2 separate regions of the Hordeum vulgare genome follow, and region 2 is linked to region 1. A link is a contact called in public Hi-C data. All regions are on one chromosome and are shown on one strand. The core of a region is the stretch at or near the end of the contact, and the rest is flanking DNA. Distances in the headings are between cores, read along the strand shown. Region 1 holds the start of LOC123401821 (CBL-interacting serine/threonine-protein kinase 21). Region 2 holds the start of LOC123406353 (CASP-like protein 2C4).

Region 1 (5,147 bases), core at 2,026-4,525:
ATTGATCATCAGTAAACTGTGCATCACGTTTCCTTGAGATAAGATCAGAATGAAATGAAACAAACAGCATTCGTATTGTCATATTGACATACCTCTTTGTATGCTCTCAGATCACCGCTGGACTTGGACACTTCGACGACGCAGTGTGCTGGTGTCACCTGGATCACCTGCACTTTTCAGATAAGCAAAGTTAGATAGATGACAGCGTGAATCTGTCAGTTTTGAAAATGCCACTTGTAGTGAGGCTAATATTCCAGATCCCACAAGTCAGTGGTGCATCCAGTGACTTTTTTCAAATGGAAAATTTTATGGTATTGATATCTTCAGTGGTAGAAGAGAATACATGGGATGGTACTTCACCTCGGCCGAGAGTGTAAGATCCAGCATGCTTCTTGATAGCAATCTGATGTCCTGAAGCTTCACCTGTGCCAAAATTGAAAACCCTGGATCACAACTTGACCTGTGATGTTCAAGAAGCTGAATTCAAATATTGCCAAGCTCTAGCTAATTACCATGGAGCTGCCCATTCTCCTTGCTGACAAACTCACATCCCGGGCTGCAGCTGTGATTATCTCCAGTGTTTCCTGCACCGAGTGCGGCGAGCCGAGCTTTGTTTTCTAGTGAATGGTGATCATGCATCATCAGCCAAGCCAGCCACCGGAAATTTAGGTACAAGCTAGAGCCATTTGTTGATGTAGGTCAAATACATATGAAACAAATTGGACAGGATATGGTCAGTGACCTGCTCTTGGAAGAGTCCTGACAAGTCGAGATCTCTGCACGTCGCTATCAACCGGAACGCGTTGATGAACTGCTCAGGCTCTGGATTTGCTGCCCCAGCTTCTCTTACCTAGACAAAAGGGAAGTCCTGGCAATTGAAGGTAGGAAATGACTGGTGCAGAGTGAAGGAAATTAATATGTGGATTTGTGTTCCAGAGCAGTGTTTATTTACTCTTACCTCTGTGCTGTGGCTGCCATCACTATTTGTGCCAGTCTCATCAATATCAACACAATCATCACCATAATCACTCTCAGTTCTCCTTACTGATGGATTGTAGCCCTCTTGGAACCACTCGTCATCGAAGATATCATTTATCTTCGCTCTCTACACCACAATTGTAAGATGACCATGCTAGTAATTAAGAACATGTGTTGGTCTAATGCTTCTAATAGGATTACCGTTATAGGAGATGGATCGAGTATCCTCAAGATAATCTTCTTCTGAGGCAGCGTTATCCATTGCGGTAATGCATACTGCGCTCGAGATATCTTTGCGACAATAGTTGTCAGTTGAAACCTCACATCAGCAAGGTGTAATGAAGCGAAAGGCATCATCAGACACTTGGATTTTTGTGCTTACCCTTCTGTACAAGTTTATCAAGCTGCAGTCCTGGAATGGCAGATAACCAGCAAGGAGCTCAAACAGGATCACTCCGCATGACCAGATGTCGGCGGCCGCCCCATCGTAAGTCCTGTGCTGAATCACCTACCAGAGCATCAAAATTTAGAAGTTGGCAATGCAAATTACTGAAACTTTGTGGCATGTACAATGCAACTTTGGGTAGTTAGGCCATGCCATGCTCTTATTTTTGCTGGAGCGCTATGATCTTTCGAATACCTCAGGAGCCACGTAGCATGGAGAGCCGCAAGATGTGGATAGCAACTGCCCTGGCTGGAAGAAAATTAGATGCAAAGTTTCGGAGTTGATCAATCTGAATCATCGACAACTGAAATGAAATGAGCCCATAGCCCTTTGCAAGTTCTTACTACCTTCCGTAGCACGCTGAGGCCAAAATCGGATACCTTGAGATTGCCCTGATTATCTAGCAACAAGTTCTCAGGCTGTTGACACTCTCAAAAGTAGAATGACTCAGTGGTGTGGCAACCATAGACGGAGCGATGATCAAGCAAGAACGCCAACCAGTTCGCATCGTCAGGGATGAAAAAGAGTTTATATCCAAACATGCAGTTATCTACGGGAGAATGGGAATGTATTGACCTTGAGATCCCTGTGAAAGACGCCTCTCCGGTGGCAATAGTCCACAGCATCAATCAGCTGGTAGAAGTACTTCTTCGCTTCCCTCTCATCCAATCTCTTGAGGTAACTCTTAACCAGAAAGAACTCAGAAACCGTAAGGAAAATCAGCTGAACAATAACCGAGAACTGTTACTTGATGAAGGTCTTACTAGCTTGTCGGAGAGCTGCCCTCCCGGAACATACTCCATCACCAGACATATCTTGGTCTTTGTCGCGATCACCTGCGTGAATGTAACCGCAGTAAGGCACGGAAGAGGCTTCAGTCCTGCCAATGCTGCATGCTTGGGCAATGGATGGAATGGTGAAGGAATTTGAGCAGCTACCTCGTGTATCTTGACTATGTTGGGGTGGTTGAGAAGCTTCATCGCGCCGATCTCTCTCTTCACCTTTAACAAGAACAAGCAAAGAGGCCGTCACGGAATGCTCTGCTCCATGGACGGCGGAGCATCGTTCACAGAAACAACAGCCGGGCCGGACACGTAGGTACCTGATACATGAGGTTGTTCCTGAGCACCGTGCTCCTGTCGATGACCTTGACCGCGACGCAGCGGCCAGTCTCGGCGTCGACGGCGAGCCGGACCTTGGCGAAGGCGCCCTCCCCGATGGTCCGGCCGACCCTGTACTTGCCAATGCTCTCCGCCAGCACCATCGTCCTCGACCTCCCGCTGCTCCCCTCCTCGTACCAAGCAAAGCAGCAAACCTTAATCCAGCAGTGGTTTGGCTGGACAGGAATGTGCGCTTGTCCGTGGTGGTAGTGTACGGTGGATGCACTGTGAAACGGAGATCAGGTGAGAAGGCAAGGTGGTTGGGGGGTTTGGAGAGAAAGTGGCCGTGGCAACGTGATTTCCGGGCGCAACTGCCGGTCGCCGTCTGGCCGTCTGCCCTCCCGTCAACGGCGTGCACAACGGCCCGGTAAAAAGGAGAGGCCCTGTGTGCCTCCCTCTCGTCGACGGCGTACATGGTCGGCCGGGCCTCTGGTCATGGAATGGAAGATGCAAGTATTGTGTGCATGCCACTTGCGCTCTTGAATCCCCACGCAAAATAATAGCGGGCAATATTATTATTATTACTACTGTTAATTATTATTATTATTATCATCATCATTATTATATACAGATTTACTAAGGAAAATGATTAACACCCACAGGTGGATTACTTCCAAATAGCAATCGTCTTCATCTTCTACCACGTGTCCATATAGCCTTATGTGTTCACCATGCCCTGTAGAAAACCACCTAAGATAGTTGCAGAGCTTTGACTTGCATGAGCATCTCTTGTTGTGAAAAGACGTATATAAATTTTCACAACAATAGCTTTGTTGCGGAATAATTCTGCAACAACACCGTTGTTGTGAAAATATTTTGCACTTTTGTAAATTTTCTGCAAACAAGACTTTTTTCGCGAAACTTTCTATGACAAGACCTTTTACAAGGAAAAAAAAATGTAACAAGACCTTTGTTGAAAAAAAATCTATGACTTAATCTATGTTGTAAAATTTCTGCAATTTAAGTCATGTTACAAAAAAAATTGTACAACACTATTCGTGTTTTAGAAAAATTTCTCAACACGATCTATGTTGCAATAGTAGAGGGTGATGCTCGGCCACTCAATCCACAAAATCATATGTCTTTCAAGGTGTCGGATCTTTTAAGAAGATCCGTCGGCCGACGCATACCAGCGCCTCCGCCACCTCCCTTGCATGACACACGTTCAAGTGAGGATCCTATATTGTCCTTCGTCGAGCACACTTCTATAAAAGGGACTATGTTTCTGAAACATATACGGTATTGCAATGTTTACAATGGGTCTATATTACAACAAAATATGTGTTGCAAAAAATTCCCGCAACAATATCTCAGTTGCAAAAGAAATGCTACAAAAGCAAAGGTGCAAATTTTTTTTTTTTTGCAACAAAAAAACATTGCAAAAAAAATCTACAACAAGTCCTATGTTGCAGAAATAATTCTGCAACAAAACGCGTGTTGCGGTGATGAAGACATGTTCAGCTCACACGATGCGATAAATCTAACACCTTGCAACCCGTAGCACGTCCCTTAATAAATAAACTAATTAAATAACGGCTGTTAGACTGATGGATCCGCGCTAGGGATCAGCCGGTTGACGCCTAGCGTCCCCAAAAAACAACATCTAGATAAATTTTAGTGATGTCTCAACTAACTCCCTAACCATATGCTCTTGCTGTTAAGATTCGTGTCTTTTTCATTGCTGCCTGCCGTGGATCGAGTCACATGTATTCCCCTAGAGTTTCGTTTGCGTGTATTCCTCAACTAATAATTTTGTCTGCCCCCTTTTCAATTCTATGACTGTAGGCCCCCTGTGTTTTCTTTGTTTGTGGGCTTTGCCTTCACCCCTCCACGTATGGGCTGCTATATTTTTCTTTTTTTTATTGCCCTGGCTGGGGTTTGGGGGGTTTGTCCCTTTCCATTTTTGTATAAGTTTTTGTTTGGTTTTCTATTTTTTTGTTTGTTTTATTTTTTATTTTTTGTTTTCCTATTTTCCTTTTGTTCTATTATTTACTTGTTTATTTCAAATTCATGATTTTTTTGTTAGTTGCATTTTACATCACCAAACATGCAATTTCATGTGTTCAACGCATCTGCAAACTTGGGGGTCAATGTGTTTTTTGTTGGAAGAGATCGCAAAAATTAAATTAGACTCTCATCTAGATGAAAATTAACTATGTCACGTCTCGCGGTTGTATCTTCACTCTGTTAGAACATTGTGGCCGCATGTTTGATTTTGGTAATTGATGATAATACCTATGGAGTAATGGATGCCTTGTGTTATATTCAAAAGACTTGTTCATAGGCATTTCTTGAAGTCACTTTGTTGGTTTCAAGGAGTTTATGAGATGACCTAGGTGGCATTCAGGAATTTATCCAAAGATTGGTCATGTGAGAGTTGAGCTTATTGCAAGCATGTCTTGAAGAAGAAGATTGTGGGAACATTCATGTTTACCTTCAAGACATCATCTTTATGAAGAGAGAAGATACGCCTCAAGGTTGATCAAGACTAAGTCAAGGAGTGAATCAAGTTGATCAACAAACCAAGCGTACATGATGTGCCGAGAGGGATCAAGTGATCCATG
Region 2 (5,074 bases), core at 85-2,584, 640 kb before region 1:
CAACCCGAGACGAACCCAAAACAGATCACCTCTCGGTAGAGGAGTAAAAACCCATTGTCGTGCAGAGGGTGATGGTAAACCGGCGACTGAGACGGGCGCCGGAGACGGGGGAGATTGCTCGCTCGCCGGCGGCGACCGGCGAGAGAGGAAATGGGGACGGGAAGGTCGAAGGAAGCGAGGCCTTAACTGGCTAAAAGTTTGGCCTGCCCGATCAAAAACGACAGGCAGAAAGGCCCATCACCACTACCGTCCTCCTGCTGCTACCTAGCCGTGGGTAAAAGCGACGGCGGAGTGTCCACGCACACGCACACGCCCGTCGCTGTAGCCTGTAGCCTGTAGCCTGTAGCCGGCTCACGATAATTCCATTCGATGCGTAGCGTATTAATGGGAAACGGTTGGGCGCCAAGCACGCGCACGCGGCCGGCCTGTTTCCTCCTTCCTTCCTTCCTGGATCGACGATCACCACGACCCGCTAGTCTAGCTAACTGATTATACTGAAGCTACAAATCAATTCACCGAAAAGTAATCAGCTAGTAGTAGTAGTTGGTTACCTTGTCGAGGAGGAAACATGCCCACGCGACCGCCCTGGCGCAGCCCCGGTCCTCGCCGCCGGCGAAGCGGCCGCCGGAGCAGAGCCGCTTGAGGAGCCGCGCGGCGTGGTACCCCGCGGCCACGGCCGCCGCCACGACCAGCACCCTGGTCACACTCACACAGCAAGAATTCGATCAGGATCGTCGCGAAACCTGGTAGCACTACATCGATCCGTGGCCGAACATGGGGCGCGCGTGGGCGCGTAGCATGTACCAGAGGGCCTCGACGTCCTTGGGCACGGCCTTCTTCCGGATGAAGAACACCGTCTTGGTCTGTGCGCTCAGGCCGAGGAGCAGCGCGGACGCCGCCGACCCCACCGCGCACGCGCCCCGGAGGAGGCTCTCCGCCCTGCCCGACGCCACCACCGCCTGCAGCCTCGCCACCGCCCCCATGTCGCCCGGCCGCCTCGCTCGATCGGTCTCCGCCTCGCTTCCCGGCCGACGTTTTGGGGAGCTCTGTGGAGCCTTCGGACGTGAACGCTCTGGCGGGGTAGCGCGCGCGGAAAGCGTTGGGGGCCAGAGCGCGTGCTTTATATCACCGATATCCATCCATCGGCTCCCATCAATTTTGATGGGGGCTGGCTGCGGTGGTGCAAAGGGGCTCGAAAGTAGTACGTGAGCGTTGAGGCCGCCATGTTTGTATGGGATTTAAATTTTTCACCAAATTGCGTTGAATTTCATGGGCTTCACTGTAACTGCACGTATGCTTATGAACCTTTGGGCAGCTTTATAAAATGCCATGGCTTTTAGAGGATGACCAGCAATTTGTGTGCTTGATTATCGTATGCTAGTGTCTATGTCATCAACCAATAATACACCACACAATGGCTCTAATCACGTGTATCTTAAGTTGGGCAATATGGGGTTCTCAATATGGCTCTAATCACGTGTATCTTAAGCAGCGGCTCAACCGGGTGTTCCTGGACAGCGTCATGAGACGGCGTGAGTTACTGGCCGTTACGCCAGGTCGTCAAAAAACGGGCCCCCTTGTCATAATAGAGGTTAAAAGGGGCGAAGAGGCGATTAGGTGTTTTTTGCAAATGATTAGGATAAAAATTAGTGATATCTGCAAAGATTTCGTAAAAAAGTGTTTTCTGCAGAACCACGCTTCAATGTAATGGTTTTTCACAATTCACTCCCTCTCAGTGAACGCATGTTGCTAGAATGCTTGGAATAAATTCAGGTAAACGGCAACAAGAATGTTAAATATGAAACTTAAACTCTTGTGGACAAGGGATACCACTGTCCTTCTAACCATTCAATCATAGGTTGGTTTGCATACTTGACTTGTTAGCATACAAATAAACCCTCCTTACGTTTTGCAAAAACAAAAACAAAAAAAAACTCACCCTACTCTATTCTCTGTCACGTCATGATGCATTCTTCATGGTAAATTTTACAATTGATGCCGCCAACAGTATGGAATTGTCCTGTTCCTCTTCTGTATTGTGCACTCACATATCTAGAGACATGATCTGGTCACGATTAGCAGAGTTTAAGACAATGAGCTGAAGAAAGACAAACGAAAAACTCAAAGCTGCAACTAAAAAATCATTCAAAGCGATGAGCATGAGAAAATAATCTCAAAACTAACAAGGTAGGCCAAACTGATGTGATTTTAGAATTAACCAGATTAGTTGAATGAAGTGAAGAGCAATCCACAATCCTTTTTTGTACAGGAAATTTGCAACATAAATGGGAATTCACCCATTAGGAAATGTGTGAATATGCGTGGCATCCTCACGTTTTACCTCCCTAAGGCCCTGCTTGGGATGTCGTTCTAAACACTATTATATTCTTTACGAAGGGAGTATACGCTGCATTGACAGAGATTGTGAACATGGTGTGAAAGGGGGTGTAGCCATCTGCGTTTGCTTACAGTTACGGGTAGCCTTCGCAGCTTTGGGCGTCAACGAGACTGCATCAAGCGTCAACCACCTCGAATACGATACACAGCAACTTGAAACATCAACTACGATTAAAATCTTATAAAAAAAAAAAGACGCTGCATCTACTACAAATCTTAGGGAGAAAAGATATCGGACTGAGGATGATTAGGAGAAAAAAATCAAAGGGGAGAGGGGCTAATTAGGTTAGGTGTGGACACGTACCTCCGTATCTTCCGTCCGTAAGCTGGCATTCGAGAAAATTAGTGACTATTGAAAAGGAAAAAAAAATGTGTGGTTCAGTTTGCCCTCCATTTGACTGGAAGACCTCCACGTCCCATCAGCTCAACTTCTTATAAATGACATGCCCGGCTGCAACAAATGGTCACTGTATGATCACTTGATAAAAGAGGCCAAGAACATAATGCCGATGCACCACTTCAACAAAATTACTGAGCCTTACAAACATGTTCTTCCAGTAGTTATGGACCCCCAACCAAGTAACAGCCACAAAAACGTAATACTGTTCAAATCAATTCACATCGTCTTCTACAGCAATATTCTGCACAAATTAAGCTAAACGGAAAAGGCACTAAACAAGAATTTATGTTGAAATTATACAAGGAAGCGGGTCGGCATTTTTTTACAAGATAGCAGAGCTGCTCGCTGTAGATTTACAGAAAACTAGCTTCAATGGCAATCACGACGAATATGTGAGCCAAAGAACTAGTTCGCAGCAACAGCAGCTGGTATTTGAGATTTCAACTAACAGTGAGCACACGCCAAGATCTTAATCATCCAGCTCAACAATCTGTGCCCTTCTCTCCGCAGCTTTCTTCCTGACAAATATTCCCCACCTCATAGCGGCCTTTATCTTGAGCCACCCAACAACGGCTTTGCCCGATGGACGGCTGGGCTCACCTTCGAAGCCTGGGGTTGGCAATGGAGATGGCATGTAGGTCTGGTAGGAAAACGTCTCGTCTGGCAAACCAGGAGAAGCTCCACCCATATTGAAGACCCTGAGCAGCTGCTGCATGTCTTCACCCTCGAGCAGTTGGTGGCTTTTCATGCGAATGTCTTCGGTGAAATCATCAGCATACTGACTATCACGGTTGTGATGCCAATTATCGTAGCTGACATTTGCTGGTTGAATTGGATGGGCTTGAGAAATTGTGTGATGCAATTGGCTGAGTTCCAGACCCATGGCATCACTTGCTGTTCCTTGATTAGAACCCATCAACATGGTAGGCGGCAAAAATGAAAAGGCCTCATCATATGGCAACGGCACATTAGCAGATGAACTCTGAAGCTGAACAGACTGTGTTGCTGTCTGGTTGCCATCATACCCTATAGAACCATTTGAGCCTGCAATAGATGAAACAAAACATATGGTTTTCAGAAACTGCTATTCCACAGTGACATCATAAAATATTTCATACACCATTTGCTTAATTTGTACTCCCTCCGACCAATAATATAAGACCTTATTACATCCAATATCCTCGCATATAAGATGTAATAAGATCTTATATTATGGAATGGAGGGAGTATATATTTAGGCTGCTCATAGTGGGAAGTATCATATACTAATATCATGCATATTATACTAGTGTATGATGGTACCTTTATAATGCATAGTATCAGAGTAATATCATATATGATCTTATTTATTGTCATGCATGACACAAAGTAGCATAGCATTTAACATGATACGGTATCAACCTATGTTACTCTACCCATCTCTCTCTTCTTTAATTCTCTGACACATCAGCACGTTTGCTATTCCCGAGTGCATGATATCGGCTAAGATACCACCACTATGGCCAGCCTTAAATACAAAATCAATGTTTCAGTTTTTCCAACGCATTAAGTCGTATTTTCCTACTTCTGAAGTAAAATCGTAAAAATACTTGGAATTCTGTAACTAAGCACTTGTGTGCTACTTACCTGCTGTAGATGGTCCTGGCATACTCGTTGAAGAAATGCGCTGTACATATGCAGCAGGAGCACGAGCCTCAGGTTGACTAGTTAATGCAGCCTTTTTCTTCGGTTTAGGGTTCAAGAGAGCTTTACCATCATATTCAATAACATACATCCAATTATCATATGCTTTCTTCACCAGCCCATCAGCAAAGAGCTGTAGCAAACAGTAATATTCTAATCAGTCAAGATTTTATGTACAAAAACAATCCTGCTAATTAGAGCAGAGAAAGCCAAACTTGCTCCTTGAAAAAAAAAGTTACTCAAAAATAAGAAAAATAAACTCATGTCACAGATTGCTTAAACACACCTAAGCATAGGGTGTAGCACATCTCAGAAATTATTGCAGTTAAAAGTAAGGCCAGAAAAGGTTCTTATACTTCGGATAAACAGGCTATACCTAAGGGTTTAACGTACCTAATGAGCATTTAGTGCATTAAAAACATATAACGGTACCAGATATTAATAGTTAATACACATTATCCATGGCCACCATTCTTGGAATATAAAGGGTGTGTGGACAGATCAAGACCAATGTGATATAAGATGAAGTCAGACATCTACATATTATTCCCTCAATCGCAGTTTCTTGGTAGTCTTTTCCCAGATCTAGGGCCC

Evidence for each region. Hi-C and Micro-C count contacts between places; a contact is called where the count stands out from the background.
Region 2: a Hi-C map of seedling shows a contact between it and region 1, with 5 times the contacts expected there. The contact joins the promoter of LOC123406353 here to the promoter of LOC123401821 in region 1. A contact is called at or near these places in 2 of 6 Hi-C or Micro-C datasets (leaf and seedling).

The regions. Positions count from the first base shown.
Region 1 is chr6H:122,068,627-122,073,773 of MorexV3_pseudomolecules_assembly, reverse strand. It overlaps LOC123401821 (CBL-interacting serine/threonine-protein kinase 21), which reads right to left and starts at 3,275. Exons shown (of 13, transcript XM_045095670.1): 1 at 2,526-3,275; 2 at 2,188-2,424; 3 at 2,000-2,107; 4 at 1,771-1,842; 5 at 1,619-1,672; 6 at 1,361-1,486; 7 at 1,180-1,269; 8 at 959-1,105; 9 at 743-850; 10 at 513-617; 11 at 361-423; 12 at 93-167; 13 at 1-16. The coding sequence starts at 2,687.
Region 2 is chr6H:122,707,063-122,712,136 of MorexV3_pseudomolecules_assembly, reverse strand. LOC123406353 (CASP-like protein 2C4) reads right to left here and starts at 1,334. Exons shown (of 3, transcript XM_045099859.1): 1 at 805-1,334; 2 at 552-696. The coding sequence starts at 1,139. LOC123406352 (calmodulin-binding protein 60 B-like) reads right to left here. Exons shown (of 8, transcript XM_045099858.1): 7 at 4,424-4,613; 8 at 2,978-3,841. The coding sequence ends at 3,267.